7 separate regions of the Mus musculus genome follow, and all the other regions are linked to region 7. The links are chromatin contacts, called in public Hi-C, HiChIP or PLAC-seq and promoter capture Hi-C maps. All regions are on one chromosome and are shown on one strand. The core of a region is the stretch at or near the end of the contact, and the rest is flanking DNA. Distances in the headings are between cores, read along the strand shown.

Region 1 (2,700 bases), core at 132-2,631, 670 kb before region 7:
GAATTCCCTCTGCCCACCTGCATCCCTGTTCAGGGCCCTGACCAGTAATGTCTGCCAGGATGGTAGGGGAGGGGCATTTTCCAGGTTGAGGGTTTTCTCTGGGTCTGTTAGGGCCTGGAGACGCAGGGAAGCTTGCAATCCCAGGCCTGGGGGAGGGCAGGTAATATGAACTCCCAAGAGAAAGGGATCTGGGGCAGAGGAGAGAGGGAGGGGAGAAGGCTGGCTTTCCAGCATGTTCTCTATACCCTGGTATCGAGAGGCACTCCATCCTTCATTCCTCTGGCGCTACTGCTCCTGCATAGCTGTGCTGACTCACAGTGGACATCAAGGTTCACAAGTGACTGTTCCCAGCGCTGGGGCAACTTCCAAACTGGGTCATGGTAACCAATGGTAACCGGAAGAATAGCCTATAGAGTCTGAGTGTCCCCATAGCTCTCTCTACAGACAGAGTAAGTAAATTTTACCAAGAAGGGAAACTGAGGCTCAGAGAGGCTGAGAGGTTGCCTGAGTCTGCATACGCAATAAGCGCTGCTGCGGCCAGTTGTCAAACCCTGAAGGTCAAACCTCAGAGTCACAATCTTGATGCAGAGAGGGGCCCCGACAGACACTCAGTGACTATTTCCTGTCTTCAGCAGCTTTGGTCAGTGGCGGGGAATCAGAAAGGCACTTGCCCAGACTCTCCCAGCCCTCACGTTGGACAGCCTCAAGTTAATGTGGACAGTTGTGCCTGACTGTCAAGCAAGCCAGTCTGAGCTGGATTCCATACTTTACTTGCTGAACAATCCAAGCCTACTGCTCTCTGAACAGCCCTGGCCAGGAAGAGACCACCCCTGGATCCGGAGTCCGGCGCATGGCAGGGGGAGTAGGAAGAGCTGAGGAGGGAGTGTGGGGCCCCAGAGTTCCAGCGGTGGGTTTCCCTGCTTCAGGCTTGCCCTGGCCAATGGTCTTGCTTTCAGGCTTCTCTGTGCTCTGAGCACATCTAAACATTTGGAGAAAAACAAGAAAGTGAACAATAGGCGCTTGTGGGCTGGAGAACAGGGCTGACTTCCCCCTGGGACCCGGGCGCTGTTCGTAAGCTGCCCCAGCTGCACTCTCACGGTTGGGATGTCACTGGGGCCTGGCTGAATTACAGCCTTGTCCTCCATGGGGCCTGCTACCAACTCCTTTCATACCCGGGGAATGCAAATGTTGGTAGGGGGATCTGGAGCTGTGTAGAGACAGAAAGCTTGCTTTCCTGCCTGGAATTTGGGAAATCAGACAAAAGAACACACACACATACACATACCCCTATTTGGCATGGAAGCTCTGCCAAGCCATGCCCTGACAGTTGTGTCCTAACCAGAGAAGTTTGCCCCACAGGAAAAAAACCAAAACCCCAGCTCTCTATCAAGTGGACTCTGGGCACAGCCCCAAGAAGCTCAGAGTCCACAGGACCTAGAGACAGAATTCCTAATGTGTGCCAGAGCAGTTTCACCAGGAGGTGGTAGCAAAAGTACCCCCATTAGTTATAGCACTGAGGGAGGTGGGCCAAAGGTGCTCTTCTGAGCTGGCTCCTCTGAGGTTTTTAAGACTGTTGCTTCTCACCATTACAGCCTAAGCCACAGGGAATGAGAATGTAGTCAAAGTATCAAGATTAGAACAGAGAAGAACAAAACAGAGCCCAGACCCCCTCTCAGCTAGGGCTGACCAGTGGTATCATTCATACCCAGTAAGTAGGGCTAAGTTTCCCTGTCAAGAGTTCCTCACCTTTGTTCCCAGGACTGGAGGCGGCTTTGAGCAGTGTCCCGTCTGGGTGGCATCCCTGGAACAGGTCTCAGGCCCTGGTGTTTTTGAAGTAGCTGCCCAGACATCCCATCATAGGCTCAGGAGGGTGAATAGCCCTTCTACTCACCCCTCCCACTCCCCAACAATGTTCTGGATCTGAGAGCACTTCTGGGTTGTTTGTGCCCAAGGACAGGAGGAATTTGGCAAGAAGTCTGTGGTTGGAGGACAGTGCATTTACTTTGTGAAAGGATGAGTGAAGGACCATTCGGGGAAGTAGGGAGCACTGTTGTCAGAGTTGGGACTGGAGAGATTAGAATGGGTCAGAGGACTCCTATGAAGGACATGAGTAACAAAATGGGGGGTTCAGAACAAATGGGTTGACCTCTGGAGAGCAAAGGCAAGGCTTTAGTGTCTAAGAACTTCAAAATGGCTGTTAGGTCCCGCTAGATATGTGGTTCCTCCTCTTTCCTGCCCTAAATAGTTTTGGAGACAGAATCGTCTTTTTTTTTTTTTGAACTTTTATGAGTGTCTGTTTGTCTGTCTATATGTATGCACATCACAGGAGTCCCTGTGGAGGGCAGGAGGACTCTTGGGAATTGGTGTTATGAACAGCTGTAAGCTACCACGGGGTAGCTTACCCAAGCCAGGTCCTTTGCAAGAGCAGCAGTGTTCTTAACTTGAGCCACTGCTCCAACAGTGAGACAGTGTTTTTATGCAGCCCAGGCTGACCTCAAATTCTCATTCTCCTCCGTCTGTCTCCAGAGTGCTGAGATTAATGGACTACATTATCACCATACCTGCTCTTAGTCTACTTGTTGGTCACCTGGGACTGTGAAACCTTCGTAGTCTCTGCACTTCTCCTGCACTTCTCTGCACTGTTCCTTTCAGCACATTAACATGAGGCTTTGTTCCTTGTTAGGGAGCTGGGCTGAGTCC
Region 2 (2,700 bases), core at 171-2,670, 590 kb before region 7:
GAACATTATCTTGGGTTTGAGGCCAGTCTACTCTGCACTGTGAGTTCCAGCCAGGGAATCATAACAAGATCCTGTCTCAATAAAAACAAAACCAGGGTCTGTCACCGTGACTTACACTCTAATCCCAGCCATTGGGAGGCAGAGGCAGGAGGATCTCTGCAAGTTCTAGGTCAGCCTGATCTAGACAGTGAGTTCTAGGTCAGCTAAACAAGACCCTGTTTCAAAAAAACAAAGCAAAATAAAACAAAATAAAAGACAAATGTGAGATAGGGGCAGGGAAGGTAACCCTGTCTCAGCTTCCTGGCTGCCTTGAGGCAAGCTGCTATTCATTGTCCTGCCTTCTATGCCAGGATGGATTGAAACTCTGAAAACTATGAACAAAATAAATGTCTCCTCCCTTAAATTGTCCGGGTCATGATTTTGTCACAGTAACATGAAGTCTGACTAACACAGACAGCCTGACTCTCAAAGCTTAAAATATTTGCTTTCTCATCTTTTAAAGAACACATTTGTTGAGCTCTGACTTAAGGGAAACAAGTCTTACAAAAGTTTAATTTGGATTAAAGTAGGACCAGGAGAAACACAGCCCAGTTTACTGGAATAGTGAACACAAAGAGACAGAGGCAGTAGAGGATCTTTTATAATAAGACAAGCAATGAGCTGTCTTCTTATCTGTGGACATGGCTGAAATGTTGGTGGCCGTAGTGATGTTCAACCTCTTTGTGACTTCAAGATCTATAAGAGGTATCTCAAGACATTTTCTTCCATTCACAAGACTATATGAGGTCAAGACAGAAGCAGGGTTTTCAACCCATGCCCTTCCAAAAGGATGGTGAAGTTCAGGTTGCACATTCCAAGAGTCAACAGGTTAGCAAAATAACTCGGGTTCCCAGAAAGCAATACAACATCTACCTTGAACAAGGACAGCAGAGAAAGGTTCATAGCACCGAGGGTGATGACAGTCACCCCAGCAAAGTAGTCATCACTAGTTTAAAACTGGAGAAAGACCACAAAAAGACACATGAGTGGAAAGACATGTCTTGACTGGTAGGAATGGAAAAGGGCAAAACATAAGAAGAAGAAAGACACAAGAAGATACAAGATTAAAGTAACCGTATACACAATTTCCATTTGAAACTGCTAACATTAAACAGAAGAAACAACAGGAAGTTGAACGTGGTCAAGAGGAACGACTGGAGATGAGGATGAAGGATGGGCTGTGGCTGAGCAGGGAAGCTTCCTTTAAATCGACACTAACATGTTAGAAATCCATCTGTGGAGCAGGGCATCTTCTTCCCCATTGGTCATTTCTTTCTCACCCAAGAAATGTGTATGTGACCTCCAGTATATAGATATATAAAAGTTATATATAACTTTTGAGTAAAACTGCTGACACGGTGGTGTACTCAGACTCTCGTACTGGGGAGGCAGAAGCAGAGAAATCCCTGGGGCTTGCCAGCCAGCTGCTTTAGCCCAATTTGTGAGCTCCAGACCAATGAAGACTTGGTCTCAAGGGAGATAGATAGTATTCTTTTTTTTTTTTTTTTTTTTTTTTTTTGGTTTTTCAAGACAGGGTTTCTCTGTGTGTCCCTGGCTGTCCTGGAATTCACTCTGTAGACCAGGCTGGCCTCGAACTCAGAAATCCGCCTGCCTGTATTCTTGAGGCTATCTGAAGTGGTCCTTGGGCTTTCCTTTGCATGCATACAGGCATGCACACATAAACACAAATACACACATTTTAAAATTCTCTGATAGACATGTAATTTTACATTTATTAGAAATTATATCACATTGCATATTAATGATATGGACATACCTATTTACATAGACATTAAATTTTAGCTGAATATTTGATACTGCAGGACATATAACATTTTGAACATATTTCATAGTTGATTAATTTGGTTTTATGGTTGCCAATACTGAGAATGCCACTTTACATACATACATACACCCATACACACACACACACATATACATACACACACACACACACACACATATGAAATGCAAAATTCTAGATGCTCATTCAGGATCACCTTAGAAATTATTGGAAATTCTAATCCAACCCAAAATTCATTTAACAGTTAAAAAAATGAAACTCAAGGCATCAACTCAAAACAGCAATTAAAAAAAATTAAACATCCTTACAGGACTGAAGGATGATGGTAGAAAATATATACAAGACATTGTCTTCTGTAATGAAACCATTATGTTTACATGAGCAGAACACAATATGTATAGTGAGACACTATAGTTCATTTCAAAAAATATTTTGTAAAGATTTATTTATTTTATATATAAGTACACTGTAGCTGTCTTCAGACACACCAGAAGAGGGGATCCCATCTCATTACAGATGGTTATGAGCCACCATGTGGTTGTTGGGATTTGAACTCAGGACCTTCAGAAGAGCACTCAGTGCTCTTAACAGCTGAGCCATCTCTCCAGCCCGACACTATAGTTCATTGCACACTCCTGCATGTGAGCTGGGGTGCTTCACTCATTGGCATTGGGCGGCCTGGTGGCACGCATGGGGCAAAGTGAGCATGCGTGTGTTCAGACGAAGGCTGCAGTGAACTGGAGCAAGGGGAGCACTTCCAGAGGCCCTTTGGATTTATGATGTCTTTTTAAGGACTTACTCTCTTTTCAATTACATGTATTATGTGTGTCTGGGTGTGGCTATGTGCTTGCAAGTGC
Region 3 (2,700 bases), core at 129-2,628, 690 kb before region 7:
AGGAGAAGAAGGAGAAGGAGAAGGAGAAGGAGAAGGAAGAAGTAGAAGTAGTAGTAGTAGGAGGAGAAGAAGGAGAAGGAGAAGGAGAAGGAGAAGGAGAAGGAGAAGGAGAAGGAGAAGGAGAAGGAGAAGGAGAAGGAGAAGGAGAAGGAGAAGGAGAAGAAGAAGAAGAAGAAGAAGAAGAAGAAGAAGAAGAAGAAGAAGAAGAAGAAGAAGAAGAAGAGATGACACATGAACATCAGTTCATTGAGAATCAAGGCAGGGGACATCCTTCAGCTACAGCACTGTCAGCTATGGCACTGTCTGGCATGGGGTTGCCAGGGTCACCGACTAGATTCATGATTTGTTCACAGAAGATGAATCTGGTGGACATAGAACAGAAGACCCACTCTGGGCAGCATACCTTACAGCATCTAAGCTGCAATCACCAATCAAATTGTGCATGCCCTGGAGAGAGATGGCTTGCCTCGAGGATGGTCTGCTTGCAGTAAAGGCTGGGGAAAGCATAGCATCCTGGACCCCCAGACTGACTTTACAGGGACCGTGCCTGATGGAGGCCGTGCTGGCAGGAGGGACTTGGAATCTAGGGGCTTAAGTATCAGATGCCCATAAGCCTGGCCCCCACATGCTTCCTTAGAGTTATTATTCACTGAGACCCAAGAGATCAAGCCATGCATCCCAGTCACAGACACAGTGACAAGTACATGCTGCAGAGTCAGGATTTGAACTTGCGTCAGTTGTGGACACAGAGCCTTGAGGACCCTTTTCCATTAAACTTGTTGCTAGCCACATTTGGCTCTTTAAACCTAACTAAACAGAATGAAAGATATGTGCCTTTTTGAGTCACACTAACTATATTTCACTGCTTGATAGCACCTGCAGCCTGTGGCTGTCCCATGGGGCAGGCAGCATGAAACATTCCCTCTTCACAGAAACCTCCATTAGCGTGGTGACTGAGCCCCGAGCTTGTTTTAACACGCTGGCTAAGCCCTTTTATTCAGCGGCAAATTCATCTAGCTGCCAAACACCTATAGTCTCACCCCCACTTTCTGCAGTCCACCCAGAGATGAGGGGGTGAATATTTACCACATTTCCTGAATGAGAGGGATGAAAAAAGAAGGGCAAGTAATTCATTGGGGCTGGAAGCCAGCACCACAGACCAGTTGTCTTTGCTGCAAGGTATCTTCCTAATTGTGTCTGTGCAGAATCAAAGCCTAGCTGGTCCTTTTAGGGCCTGGGGGATCTTCAGGGGTCTAGCTCTCTCCTACACAGCCAGACGCAAAGGTTACTCGGCTGGCCTGCCACCTCCTTTCAATCACCCAGCTCTCTGAATGGGAGATTGTGAGTGAGCTTTATGCAAGAGCACAGGAGAAAAGGGCTCTGTGTGGGAGCCAGGAGACGCTCTGAACCCCACATAGAGGCCAGCTCTGTGCAGTACTGCCCAGGCAGGCTGGGCCAGGAGGGGTGGCCAACTTTAGCAGCACATCAACCTCCCTGTTTTTATCCTGGTTCCCATGGGATGGTCCTCGATCCTCAGGCACCCATGGAGAAAGGGGAGAAAAGAGGTCCATGAGAATCAGAAAGAGGCTTTCTTGTCTCCCAAGGGATGGTACCCACAGGATCTGACTCACATCCTGAAGCCTTCTTGGAGGATAGGTGCGTCACTTTTAACCGTCTACATTGCCAAGCCGAGATGAATGAGAAACACAAAGAAACAGGCCCAGGTTGCTCCGTCTGATGATCAGTGTAGAAGAGGCTGCCTGCAGCAAGATGAGCAGATCACAGGGGGTAGAGTGCTCAGACCTGCTTTTGCTGGGCCTGTGTCCTCTTGATGCTAAAGATGTTGGCTCATTCCTTTGGATTCTCTATTCATCTGGAGGGCAGCATACTCTATTCTTGCTAATCTCTAGCACCTGGGCTATGTGTGGCCTTTGGACAAATTCATTAGTTGGTTAATAAATGATTGGGGTTAGATGTGGGTAAGAGATGATGGTGCCACTTGGCCCCTGCTTGTAGTGGGAAATGACTTCCCTCAGGAAAAAAGGAAAGAAGGAAGGAAGGAAAGAGAGAGAGAGAGGAGAGAGAGAGAGAGAGGGAGGGAGAGAAAGAGAGAGAGAGAGAGAGCACAAGCAAGCAGAAGCTTGGGGAGATTATGTTTGTCTTTCATCTGGAGCAAAGAGAACCAAACCAGGATGGGACTCAGGTTCCTTTCTGCATCTTTGGACCTGGCTGTTGAAAGTCCACTCCATGAGTGACTTCTGGTGTGGGCTAGAGTGCCCCTGGTGGGCTGAGGCTAGGAGGAGACTGTAAACAGAGAAACTGCAAGAGAGAGGGGACCTCTTGCCAGGATGGATGAGATCTGCCCATCTCCCCCTCCCCCTGGCCTGCCCTTTTCTCCGACCTGCACAGGTTTGCAGTTCATGCAGCGCTCTCTCCTGCTGTCCCTGCTATCAGATGATGAAAATGGAGATTGGCCTAGAAGAAAGAAAGAAGGCGCTTTCTTCCCCCTTCCTCGTCTATTTGAGCCCCCTTTCCTCCCCCATCACCATGTGTTCCTCAAACCTGGGCTCGGTCCAAGTCCTAAATGTGTTGGAAAGTGTATCCCTGAGCAGCTGTGAACCTGCTCGGGCTGCAGTGGCCGGGGGTGAATGAGAAACCAAGAGATAGGCTGCTAACAATGCAGCCTCTGTTCATGTATGG
Region 4 (2,700 bases), core at 129-2,628, 770 kb before region 7:
AGAAGGAGAGGGGAGACCAAGTCCCCTATCCTAGTTTGAGAAAGTTGGGATTCCCCAGAGGGGACCCTCAGCCTTGTACTTCTTAGGGAATAGAAAATACTTGTCCCCAGGGCCACTGAAATGCACAGCATGTAACATCTGTACAGAAAAAGTGTGTTTGTTTCCCAAGGAGAAATTTAGAATAGGGTGAGATAAATAAGGAAGACTTTCAGGCTCAGGGCATTCAAGAAGGGAGTTATGGAACACATAGCAGGTGTTTTAGGTGGGAGAACAATTTAATTGTGTGAATAGTGTTACCTGTGTAAACTTAACTTCTTCTGTAAATCTGAGGTCATGATGTCATGGTCCCTTCCTTCCCCATCACTTTGGAGCCAAACCTAACTTGGCAATAAAATGTGACCCACCTGGAGAGAGGCAGCTTGCAGTCTTCACTGAGCGGCTCTGACAGGACAGTTGCAGGACATGGATGTGGTGTCAAGGGCCTGACCTAAGGTGTGTGTGTGTACTCTGATGTGTGGTCCCCTAGGAATTAGAATGAAAGACTGTTAACTTGTATTCATAGCTCTGTCCTGCAGGCATTTACCAAGTACTTTTCAAACAATATAATCTTTACAGTGACTCTACAGGACTGGGGTTCTATTATATAGATGAGGATACTGAGACTCCACCCTAATAAATGAAGTTGCCATTAAGGCTGAATCTAAGATCGCACTGTCTGGGTAACAACATCGAAGTAATGTCCTTGGTGAGAATGGCTTTAAAATCAAGCTGCAGGGTCAACATGGTGACACATAGCTTTAATCCTTATACTCAAGGGACAGAGTCAGGAGGAACTCATTGAGTTCGAGGCCAGCTTGATGTACATAGCCAGTTCCAAGCCAGATAGGGCTACACAGTGAGACCTTGTCTCAAAACAAACAGATAGACAGTCAAAACCTACAACAAAGCCAAAATCCCCAAATAAACAACAAGACAAAAAAGACAAACAAGACAAGATAAACAAACCCACATTGAAGATGGACGTCAGATGGGAGAGGCTCAAGGAGAAAAGCTGGAGGGAAGGTGGGATTGAATTGGAAGTGGGGGTAGATGGTGGCAGGGTGACATCTCAGATCAGGTAAATGGCCAGGGTTGGGGGCTAAAGGAGATCCAGGCCTCTCAAGTATAGAGTCCTGGAGAGGAGTCTTCAGTTTGGGCAGCATAGCCTGGCTCCCTAACCTGGCCTTTAACCTGTCTTGGTTTTCAGCCATTCATTCCCCTTTCTGTCCAAAGAGGAACAGCCACAGAAGAAGAAAGATCCCCTTCGCCTACTCAGTGTGGCAGGAAGAGGAACCTGGATGTGATTTGGATTTTTTAAAAAAGAGATCTTGCTTTGGTGTGGCCCAATGTAGCTTTTCACTTGCGGGTCTGATTGCAACCACAAGTGACTGCACCTCTGAGGGGACTCTTGGCAGCCACCTCTGAGGGTGGGGTTTTCCCCTCCCCAGCCTTGTGACTCCTCAGGTGCCTCCAGTTATCTCTACAGCCACTGGAGACTTCTTCAGGCCAAACTGAAGCATCTGACAAACATTCGAGGCCAGCCTGATCTACAGAGTGAGTTCCAGGACAGCCAGAACTAAGGCAGAGAAGCCCAGCTTCAACAAAACAAAACAAAACAAAACAAAACAAAACAAAACAAAACAGAAAAAAGAAAAAAGAAAAAAGAAACCATCAGCCTTCTAAAAAATGTGAACTGGATTCTGTTCTAGTCTTAGCTCTTTCTTGACTCATCTCCTCACTCTTCAGACCTCTTCCCTCTCCCTCCACAAATTAGTGGCTCCCCCACTTCCCACCCCATCCCTCCTTCCCTCCCCCTGAAGCCCTTTTTTCCCATGCATCCTTCTTACTTTTGAGCATGCTTGTGACCTGCTGAGTTTAATTAGGGTTGTTTGCATCAGTATGGGGGGGGGGTTGTGATGTACTGAAACATGGGTAACTCATTAGTGACTCCAGTACTGAAGAAAGTGACATCCTCTCCCCAGAGGTCATTAACTGTCAGGAGTCCCTTAGGCAGGAGTGGGGCCTCATGAGCTCCCCCAGCCCCCCAGATGAAAATTTGATGGACCCAGTGTTGTGCAGGTCTTTTATGGTAGCCATAGCTGCAGTTGAGTTCCTGAGTCCACTATCCATGTCATGTCCATGTTTTGTGGCACACCTCCCTATCCTCCGATCCCTATGCTCTTTTCACCCCCTCTTCTGAGATATTTGCTGCCATGTTTGGGGTCAATCTCTCTTCTGTTCCGTTTGGCTTCTCTTGAAGCCTGAGTGAAGTGGGATGAAGATGGGGCAGCCACGGATGCTGAGAAGAGTATGGAGTATAACGGCAAGAGGATGCTGCTGTCTGCTCATCGCCTAGGACAGAAAATCTGCCTTCCTACCTGCTCTGATTCTGTTTTACTGGAGAAGAGGACCTGCTGTATAGCAAGGCTCTTTATTCCCATAATTCTCTGTCTCTAGGCCATTCGAGTACAGCCCAAACTTCAGTGGCAAAGAAGAGGCAAGTTTCAGAAGCATGAACAGGGACACCTGCTTTCTTGTTTTGATAACGGATGAAAATATCTTCCCTTTGCTGCTGTTGCTACGCTGAATCAGGATTGAGAAGTTAGAGTATCTCTTACCTGATTGGCTTAGGACCACTTGCAGTTCATTGGTCAGAGTCAT
Region 5 (2,700 bases), core at 186-2,685, 610 kb before region 7:
ACCCACACCACCCTCAAGCCTTTAGGAAAGGGAGCAGATCCCACTCGGCCTTGCAGGCCTGAGCTGCAACACCAGGCTCAGCAGGCTCTGTTACCAGAAAGTGCTAACAGGGGCAGCCCAGGCCTCTGTGAGAGACCTCCCTTGAAAGGATCCTGGCCAGTCCTCTGGCCAATACCCACTGAGAGGCAGAGAACAACCACGAAGGAAGAAATGAGAAGCCTGAAGGTTTATAGGGAGGCTATTTGGCCCTACCCAGCCTCTCTGTGGGCTCTCTCAGCCACTATCCATAGAGCTTGAGGTTTAAAGAATGCAGGGAAGAGAGAACAGGCCCCAAACTGATTAGGACCCAACTTTCCAAACAGACACAGGTCACCCTCTTCCTGCCCCAAACACCAGGCAGAGCAAATGCTATTAATAACTGCAGCCTCTCTCCAGGCCACGAGGGCTGAGCCTGCTCCTCCAACTCGGCCAGCTGTTCTGAAACAGGTTTGGGAAAGTAATCTTTGGCACGTAATGAAAAGGGTGTGTAAGGGAGGGGGGTGCCCAAGAGTTCTCTATCAGGGCCAATATTATTTTTAATTGCCGAGAATCAGCCTGTGGCCGTTACTCAAGGCTGCAGAGACCGGGTTTGCCAGGGATCGGAAACCAACTTCAAGAGGAGTTGAAAAGCTCATTCCAAAGACTGTTCATTACTGAGCTGTGGCTTCTTGTGGAAAATCAGGTTATGTCTTGACGTTTGTACAATCCATTCTCCATGCCACCTCTCTCCCCCCTGTATCCCGCCGAGAGAGTGAGCGAGCAGTGAATTTGAGTTATCTGGGAATTTTAGTGTCTGACCCCCCCCCACAACCTCCACCCCACCCAAAGCATGACCGATGGCCCATTTTTCAAGCCAAATCTTGCCCCATGTAGGCAGCTGTCATGGAACCACAGAAAGTACTTGAAGGAGCACAAGCAATGGCTGGTTCTAATCTGGAGGGGGAAGAATATGAATTAACAAGGCAGTTCCTTATGGAAGAATGTTTTCTTTTCTTCAGCCTCAGCCTGCATATTTTCACAACATGTGTACTCTGTTACCTTGTCACTTCCCTGTTTTCTTTGGGTAAATAACTGGGCTCTGGACTTCAGGAAGAAAGAAAGAAACCCAGCCCAGGAGTGTCACTAAGGCAGGCCTGGCTAGCTGAACTAGCAGGGAGGAAGGAGTCTGTGCTGAGGGCCAAGGCAGCTTGTGCAGACTCAGTCTGGCCGGCCTAGCAGGGGCTGTTCACTGATCTCTACAGGTACTGGTGTGGGAGTGAGAGACCCGGGCACTGAACTGCCCAGCTGGGCCCTGTGCTTGGCAGACCTCAAGGCTGCAGGAAGTAAACAACTCTCCTTAGCTGAGTCAACTGTGAAGGCCTCTCTGAACCCAGCAGAGTCAACAAGGCTCACAAAGGCTCTTCTGCCAACTCTGCCCTTCCACTGGCCAGTGAGGCAGCAGGGATGAGAGAGGCCACTCTTGTGGTTCCCAGCAGTGAACCAGGGAGGAACTGGCAGGAGCCAGGGCCTTCTGTGGAACATGGGATAGGCTCTTCCTCCAGATCGAGAAAGTGTTTGGATGTGTTGGTGATGGAGTCCCGTGCAGATGTCCAAAGGCTTCTGTTCTTGTCTTCCAGGGATGCTGGGCTTTTCACTTGAACATTCCCCTGTGGTGTCTGTCACCTACTCCAGAAGAGGTAGAAAATAAATAAATAAATAAATAAATAAATAACCACTGGGCCACTAACTGGATGTCTTTCAAAGTTGCACTATTAAAGAAGGCATGAGATGATCCGTTGTGGGTTCCTTTAATGAGTGAAGATCTTTTCATTATAGAGCAGCAATGACTCTTTTTGATTTTGATTACATTTTTATTTCTTCATCTGTGCACGTGTGGGCACACATATAGGCGGTGGTCAGGAGACAGCTTGCAGAAGTCAGTTCACTCCTTCCACCACTGGGTCCCAGTGAGTCAAAGTTGGGGTGGTCAGGCTTTGTGCAAACCCCTAATCCACCCAGCTACTTCACCAGCTGAGTAACAGCAACTCTTACTTACTCAGCTCTTCACCACTGATAGTCAGAGAAGAAAATCAGAATTAGAAATGATGGATGACTCACGCCTATAATTGCAACACTTGGGTGACTGAGGCAGGAGAATTATGACTTTCAATCCGACCTGGGGTACATAGCAAGGTCTTGTGTTCCCCCCGCAAAAAATTAAACAGAATATAGAACCAATAAAATAATACTATCTTATTGCTCTTGATATTATATAGCATGTAAAAGAAGTTAAGTTTGCCATGTGTCACAGCATGCTTGCAGGAGAAACTGAGGCATACCTATTCAGAGACTGAGACTCTCATAAAGTCCAACAGTGGGCTTGGGAAAGGAAGGGTTAACTGGCTGTTGTCTGGGTGGCTGCATACCTATGTTTCTTTTTTTTTTCCATCTGCTCAGGAGCCTTTGATTCCAACCTTGAAATTCCCTGTCTCACCTTGTAGATCACACAGCCCTCCAGCCTTCCTGGGACAGATCTTTGGAACTTTAAAGTTGAATTTTCGGTTGCAAAGGTCTGGTCCTCATCTGCTGAGCACCTCTTTATATATCCCTGGAGTGAGGCAAATGTCCACAGGAGGGGTCACTTTGATGCTCAGGATGATCAGGATGGTGACTTTGGAAGCC
Region 6 (2,700 bases), core at 96-2,595, 990 kb before region 7:
ATTAATAGGTTTCATCCCTCACTTTACAAATGAGTAAACTGAGTCTTTTCGTGCATGCGCCACCACTGCCCAGCTGTAAACTGAGTCTTAAATGGTCTCAAGATTAAGTCACTTGTAGGTCAAAGGCCAAACTCCTCTGACTCCCAGGGCTAGTCAGTCTCCAAACAACAAAAGAACTTCTCTCCTGTGCATGAGTCAGTAGCTTGGAATCCTGATTCCAACTCTGCTTGCTGGGATCTTCTGGGAACTTTCAAAAACCACCCAGGCCTGACTCCTACTCCCAGGAACTTCAATTTAAGGATATGGCCACCTCTAAAAGCTCCCAGGGTGGTTTTAACAAGCAGCCAAGGCTAAGCACCACTGGCTTGGAGCAGGGGTGGGGGTGGGGGCAACACCTCTCAAGGCCACCGAGCTCTTTTGCTGTGCCACCTGGCCTGACCATCCCTGGATAAGACTGAGGATGCCCAGGGTTACAGCTTAGTCTGGCTCTGGCTCTGGCTCTGGCTCTGGCTCTGGCTCTGGCTCTGACTCCAGAGTCAAGCCAGAGAACAGGCAACAGTAACAAAAGACCACTGGCAGGAGTGGTGGGAACAGTCACTTGGTAACTTGCTGGTGGTGATGTGTCAAGCCCTCTGTGGTTCATCTCATTCGTTCCTTACACATGTAACAGAGACAGTCTACATTTGTAGAGAAGGACACTGGTGTGCAATCATATCAAGGGGCCATTCGAGGGCCACTCAGCTAGACTGGGTGACCTGTGCTTGGGAGCACTAGCTTCTCTGTCATCCCAGGTCACCCCCAACCTTGTAGCCCTTGAATCACCTCAGGGCTTCCCCTCTGCTTACAGCCTCCACTGCTGGGCACACTGAGTGCCTCTCTGCCCCAGGACAAGTGGGTAGCCATGGTGGGTGGGGTGGGATATTGGATCTCATCTATCCTCTGTGGGGGCAATCCGGTCAGAGCAGGAAGAGAGTGAAACCTTGCTGGGGTGATCCCCAGGTCCCACAGTGCTCAGAGGCAAGGGTAGGGCTGGATGCTGGAGCCTGCCTCTGCACTGACCAATGCTTAATGAGATGCTTGGTACAGGTTAGACACACACCTCTTTCTTCACGGTCAGCCATCTCATATTTGTGGACCTCACTTTCTCACCTGTGACACCCCAACTTGCAGGACTGCTGGGAAGACTGGACTAGTCCAGACACAGCCTGGTTTGGAGTTTTCCTGGCACAGAGTGGACACCCGGCGCCGCAGACACCCCCTTACCCTTCATCCTGGCGCCTGGGCTGGCTGTGAAGTACTTCCCAGCACTGGCTTCCATGGGGGTGGAAACTCTGAGACAGTAATGTCTCTTTGTATTTCCTCAGCAACCAGCCACGCTCCAGAGCTGTTGGCCAGACCCAACTGTTCTCAGTTGGCAGCCTGCAAGAACGACTCGCCCCTCCTCCCAGGGAGATGCCCGGATCAACCTAGCAACCCTCATGTCAGTACTTGCTGGGGTGCACAGTAAGTACTGGGTCTCAACCAGGACTGCACAGCAGAGTTGGACAGAGGATGGGAAACAGGAGAGGGCTTTCAAGTTCTGATGCCCAGGACACCCAGCCGACCCAAAGAAAGCAGGTTCCCACCCGTCACCAGCAGACCTTACAGTTTTTGTTTAAAATACAGGCTCCAAGTGCAGGACACAGCCAGATGCATAGGACTCTGGGGATAGACACCAGGATTTATCTCTTTACCCACTTCCTTGGAGATTACCTTCTTTATCATGTTTCTCCAGTAAACTTTAGGCATCTCTACAGATAAGGATTCAGCGTAAGGCATAAACGGGCTCAGTGGTTGGATGAGAACATGTGCCTGGTCTGCCCAGCAGAAGGAGGAGACTTGCTAGGAGCAGAGCTCTCTCTGAAGGATAGGGAAGATGTTCTAAGAGGTTTTCTAGAGAACACAGCTGCCTGTACAGTCCTTGGAGCAAGCTCCTTGGGTAGGCTTTCAGGGACTGGCTAGAGAGTAAGGTGGGACATATTCATTCCCACTGTCCCCTGTCCCCTGCCTGAGTAATCTGCTGCCCCTAGAGCTGCTGAGCCTCTTGGGTAGACGTGGCAGTCTGTTGAGGCTACCGCAACAAGATGTCACAGGCTACACAGGCATTTATCTCTCATAATTCAAAGGCTGAAAGTCAAGAAAATCAAGATGCCCACAGGCCACATTTAGTCTGATTTCTCCAACAGCTACCTTCTTGTGGTATATCCAGGAGAAGAAGAAAGAGAAGGGCTGAGAAGGAAGTGGCACATAATCACTCTCCCATTGATGTCCTCCTAATCTATAGGAGGAGAGCCTCAGCCTTACAAACTCATTTAGGAAGACTGGCATGCAGCCCCAAGCTTTACAAACCCAGAGTTGGAGGTCAGGGTAGTCTCAAGGTCAGGAGAGAGTAGATGTCAGAGCTGCAAGGGACTTGGGGGTAGGGGGTGGAGTGTTGTGCTGCTCAGGCACCAAGCACGAGTGGAACCAGGACAGGAGGGAGTGAGGAAGTGCAGTAGGTGCCCGGGTGGCAGGCCTCCACCCAGCGTTTCTCAATGGCCTGAGGTGCCCTCAACTCCACTTTCCTTCCTTCCTTCCTTTCTTGTGTGTGTGTGTGTGTGTTTCAACACTCAACTAAGCTGAGCATAGTGGCACACACCTTTAATTTTAGCATAGAGGCAG
Region 7 (2,700 bases), core at 54-2,553:
TTCTTTCACCAATATTAAGCACATGCTATGCTAAGCTTATGTCCTCCCTTTTGCATACTTACAATTGAAGAATGAAGAGACATATATTCAAGTAACTACATTTATGTGACAGGTATTGTAGTTGCTATGTGCACGTGCTACTGAGATAGACAGGGAGAAGTCTCGAATTGGTCTGAAAAAAATTAGGTTGCATGTCACAATCCTACTAAAAGTAGTTCCCTTAAAAGTTAGTTTCATTGCTTAAAATGCTTCATGGGACCATCATATGACAACTTCCAAACTTTTATGATCAATCATATTTTTTTTCAACTTGAAAAGGGCATCTCTTACTTAGCTCTTGTCTTTCGAGCAAAGTTGTCCTCATGTGTAAAACAACGGTGATTCTAATTTCTACTCCAGAGCTGGTGCATAACGCTCAAGGTAGGCACTCATTATAGACATGTGATTCTTCTAACGTGACTATCCACAACGTTAGGTTAGGTTACTCAAACACATATTTCTCCACACAAACCCTTCGCCAACCAGTCACTTCCTCTCGAGTGCTATCTCCACACTTTGCACTTATTTCTTCCTTAATCTGATCTGTGCGTTATTATAGTGTATGCTTTTCTTTCTTCCTGATGTGTGCGTAAGCGCGTACGAGACAGAGGAGACAGCATCTCAGACTGAATTTCTGTTAGGCGCTCAATAAAAATAGTGAAGCAACAAAACCCAGCTATTTTGAGGAGGCTGAGGGGTTAATTTATTTATTGGGCCATTATTATGCGCCAGACACTAGTTTTAAATGCTTCGGATGTTTTTAATAAACACACGAACTAGCCAAGGGATCGAGCCAACATTCGAATCCAGAGATCTGACTCCAGATTCCGCGCTCTTAACACCACAAGTTTGACAGTCCCTAAACTTGCCCGGATGCCTAATTTGCCCAAGAGCGGAGGAAGAAGTATCAAGAGTTAGAAAACCTGACGCAAAACTTCCTAATAAAACAGAGCACCTTACAAGCATCACTCGCCTCCCTAGAGGAAGTCGGAAGCTCCAGGACCCCGTCCGGGTTCCAGGGACGAGCCCCGTTACAGAGTACGTGCTCAACACGCAGGACTCTCCGCGACCCCGGTATCAACAGCCACAGGCTCCAAGAGGGAGCACAAGATAATGAACACACCTTCCTCCCCACAACTGCCCCCTCAGAAAACTCCAGTACCAGGTCAGCAGCGTGGAACTTTCAAAGTTTCCCCCACCCTCACACAATTACCCGCGAAAAGTGCGAGCAGCAACATCTGGGGCTCTGGTTGGTTGGTACTCTGGCGACTTATCCAATCAGAAGCAGGAAAATCTCGGGTTAGCCCAGCTGTATTTTGGGAATTGTAGTTCAGTCTCGAAGGTTAATCTAATTAAATTTTTCCTTTGTAGTGATTGCTTAAATCGAGGAGCGGAACCTTTCAAGACGAATGTAGAGGAGGGAAAACCCTGACTGGAAATTCTTTTCCTCAGTGAATCGCATTTTAAAGTTATTTCCTGGGCCAGAGAAGGTTCTTTTGGGGGGCTGAGGGGTTGGAAAAAGGGTGGGCAATATGCCCTATTCCCGTTTTGGGATGAGAGTTTTGTGTTTCCTTTGCACTGTTCAACACATTTAGATGGTGAAAATGTCCGGGAAATACTAACTAAAGCGTCTCAAACTAAAATACATTGAAAAAGAACCACTCAGTTTAGTTGAAAAAATAAAAGAAGTCAAGTAGGTTTCGTATTTAAAACAGCTGCGTTAAGAAAAACTAATAAACTTAAGAACTGACTTGATTACATGATTTGTGAAAAGCCTTTGCTCACTCTTTGTTTTCGTTTGCAACTCCTTTGTACCGACCTCAGTCTTTCGATGGATATATAATTATATATGATATACACACGATAGAATTAGATAGAATAATGATACAGGAAGATCCAGAATTCCTGTGGCTAACCTATCATCTATCACTGGTTGGCACGGAGAAAATGTTGACATCAAAAACAAAACAAAACAGTGGCGGGTACGGAGCGTGGAACACAGATATTCCTGGCCCCAGCTCCCCCGAAATGAATAACTGTGGATGTTGCGAGAAGGAGCAATCATAATTAGGGAGAGTCCTCAGTCCTGTAGCTAGCGGATCTAACTCTTCCTTAGAGTCCCCGTAGCAATCAGGTGGCATCACGTGATTCAAACAAACACGGCACTTGATTTGCATCTTGCTTCTCCTGAGCCAATAAGAGTGGCGCTCTCTTTCGTCATCGCCGCCCGTTCCACCACTCTTCGCAATGGGACTTGTCACCTGACCGGGATCAAACATGGCTGCTCTGGACGGGAAAATGCATTCGACTCCCGGAGCAGGTGAGTGTAAGGCGCAGGGAAGATTGCGAGGGTGCTGTCCACGACCCCGCTAGGGGGAGCATCCCTGTCCCCCAGCCTCCCGGCTCCACAGTTCAGTCCCAGATTGATCCCCTAATCTTTAGCCTCTGTCTTAACAGAAGGCTCTAACCAAGGGAGTTTTCATCCTTACCAAGGCATCCACCAACCTAGAGATTTGTAGCCTGACAAAATGTTCAGGAGGGAATGCGGAAGTAAATGTATGTGTCTGCACCCCAGGCTAGCAAAAATATTAAGATTGTTATATGTGAGGTCTGCGGTAGAAGATGAGGTACACCCCTTAGAGAAAGAGACGGCTCTCAAAA

The links. Promoter capture Hi-C pulls out the DNA fragments that hold promoters and counts their contacts. Hi-C and Micro-C count contacts between places; a contact is called where the count stands out from the background. HiChIP or PLAC-seq counts read pairs in DNA pulled down with a chosen protein or histone mark.
Region 1: a contact with region 7 is called in an H3K4me3 HiChIP or PLAC-seq map of stem cell-derived neural progenitor cells, with 4 times the contacts expected there. The contact joins the enhancer-like site here to the promoter of Rad51b in region 7. A contact is called at or near these places in 7 of 39 promoter capture datasets (the 3T3-L1 cell line, embryonic stem cells, frontonasal cranial neural crest and 1 more), 7 of 115 datasets of contacts at active chromatin or transcription factors (the SCID.adh cell line, cardiomyocytes, embryonic stem cells and 2 more) and 1 of 9 other capture datasets (macrophages).
Region 2: an H3K4me3 HiChIP or PLAC-seq map of bone marrow-derived macrophages shows a contact between it and region 7, with 3 times the contacts expected there. The contact joins the enhancer-like site here to the promoter of Rad51b in region 7. A contact is called at or near these places in 5 of 39 promoter capture datasets (embryonic stem cells, hematopoietic stem and progenitor cells, liver and 2 more), 1 of 15 datasets of contacts at CTCF or cohesin (the NIH/3T3 cell line) and 4 of 115 datasets of contacts at active chromatin or transcription factors (the 230-238 cell line, bone marrow-derived macrophages, embryonic stem cells and 1 more).
Region 3: a contact with region 7 is called in an H3K4me3 HiChIP or PLAC-seq map of the 230-238 cell line, with 8 times the contacts expected there. The contact joins the enhancer-like site here to the promoter of Rad51b in region 7. A contact is called at or near these places in 6 of 39 promoter capture datasets (the 3T3-L1 cell line, 3T3-L1-derived adipocytes, the C10 cell line and 3 more), 7 of 115 datasets of contacts at active chromatin or transcription factors (the 230-238 cell line, cardiomyocytes, embryonic stem cells and 1 more) and 2 of 9 other capture datasets (adipose tissue and macrophages).
Region 4: a Hi-C map of B cells shows a contact between it and region 7, with 11 read pairs. The contact joins the enhancer-like site here to the promoter of Rad51b in region 7. A contact is called at or near these places in 3 of 39 promoter capture datasets (hippocampal neurons, liver and neutrophils), 1 of 484 Hi-C or Micro-C datasets (B cells), 9 of 115 datasets of contacts at active chromatin or transcription factors (astrocytes, bone marrow-derived macrophages, embryonic forebrain and 4 more) and 1 of 9 other capture datasets (adipose tissue).
Region 5: a contact with region 7 is called in a promoter capture Hi-C map of liver, with 4 times the contacts expected there. The contact joins the enhancer-like site here to the promoter of Rad51b in region 7. A contact is called at or near these places in 8 of 39 promoter capture datasets (the C10 cell line, embryonic stem cells, hippocampal neurons and 4 more), 7 of 115 datasets of contacts at active chromatin or transcription factors (the 230-238 cell line, astrocytes, bone marrow-derived macrophages and 3 more) and 1 of 9 other capture datasets (adipose tissue).
Region 6: a contact with region 7 is called in a promoter capture Hi-C map of hippocampal neurons, with 2.9 times the contacts expected there. The contact joins the enhancer-like site here to the promoter of Rad51b in region 7. A contact is called at or near these places in 2 of 39 promoter capture datasets (embryonic stem cells and hippocampal neurons), 3 of 115 datasets of contacts at active chromatin or transcription factors (embryonic hindbrain, embryonic stem cells and stem cell-derived neural progenitor cells) and 2 of 9 other capture datasets (embryonic stem cells and pancreatic islet).

What each region holds. Positions count from the first base shown.
Region 1 is chr12:79,968,757-79,971,456 of GRCm38.p6, reverse strand. No RefSeq gene overlaps it. Among named protein-coding and RNA genes, the nearest start is that of 4933435C09Rik, 34 kb to the right of the region's middle. RefSeq lists an enhancer at 1-2,700. Within about 2 kb of position 1,381, at least 130 of the 459 cell types and tissues checked have an H3K27ac peak or open chromatin away from gene starts, as enhancers often do. A contact at or near this core is called in cardiomyocytes and stem cell-derived neural progenitor cells, where this site is marked.
Region 2 is chr12:79,882,616-79,885,315 of GRCm38.p6, reverse strand. The region is part of intron 1 of Gm46361 (a long non-coding RNA gene); the gene reads right to left. Among named protein-coding and RNA genes, the nearest start is that of Gm46362, 8.7 kb to the left of the region's middle. Within about 2 kb of position 1,420, at least 11 of the 459 cell types and tissues checked have an H3K27ac peak or open chromatin away from gene starts, as enhancers often do. A contact at or near this core is called in the 230-238 cell line, bone marrow-derived macrophages and pre-B cells, where this site is marked.
Region 3 is chr12:79,989,684-79,992,383 of GRCm38.p6, reverse strand. No RefSeq gene overlaps it. Among named protein-coding and RNA genes, the nearest start is that of Gm36834, 29 kb to the left of the region's middle. Within about 2 kb of position 1,378, at least 69 of the 459 cell types and tissues checked have an H3K27ac peak or open chromatin away from gene starts, as enhancers often do. A contact at or near this core is called in the 230-238 cell line, where this site is marked.
Region 4 is chr12:80,067,994-80,070,693 of GRCm38.p6, reverse strand. The region is part of intron 3 of Gm36660 (a long non-coding RNA gene); the gene reads left to right. Among named protein-coding and RNA genes, the nearest start is that of Gm36660, 17 kb to the left of the region's middle. Within about 2 kb of position 1,378, at least 40 of the 459 cell types and tissues checked have an H3K27ac peak or open chromatin away from gene starts, as enhancers often do. A contact at or near this core is called in B cells, bone marrow-derived macrophages, extraembryonic endoderm stem cells and 1 more, where this site is marked.
Region 5 is chr12:79,903,751-79,906,450 of GRCm38.p6, reverse strand. It overlaps Gm46361 (a long non-coding RNA gene), which reads right to left. Exons shown (of 2, transcript XR_001780641.1): 2 at 1,869-2,626. Among named protein-coding and RNA genes, the nearest start is that of Gm51985, 5.4 kb to the left of the region's middle. Within about 2 kb of position 1,435, at least 114 of the 459 cell types and tissues checked have an H3K27ac peak or open chromatin away from gene starts, as enhancers often do. A contact at or near this core is called in adipose tissue, astrocytes, bone marrow-derived macrophages and 2 more, where this site is marked.
Region 6 is chr12:80,289,781-80,292,480 of GRCm38.p6, reverse strand. No RefSeq gene overlaps it. Among named protein-coding and RNA genes, the nearest start is that of Gm29952, 20 kb to the right of the region's middle. Within about 2 kb of position 1,345, at least 82 of the 459 cell types and tissues checked have an H3K27ac peak or open chromatin away from gene starts, as enhancers often do. A contact at or near this core is called in hippocampal neurons, where this site is marked.
Region 7 is chr12:79,295,885-79,298,584 of GRCm38.p6, reverse strand. It overlaps Rad51b (RAD51 paralog B), which reads right to left and starts at 1,303. Exons shown (of 11, transcript NM_009014.3): 1 at 1,253-1,303. Zfyve26 (zinc finger, FYVE domain containing 26) reads left to right here and starts at 2,303. Exons shown (of 42, transcript NM_001008550.1): 1 at 2,303-2,359.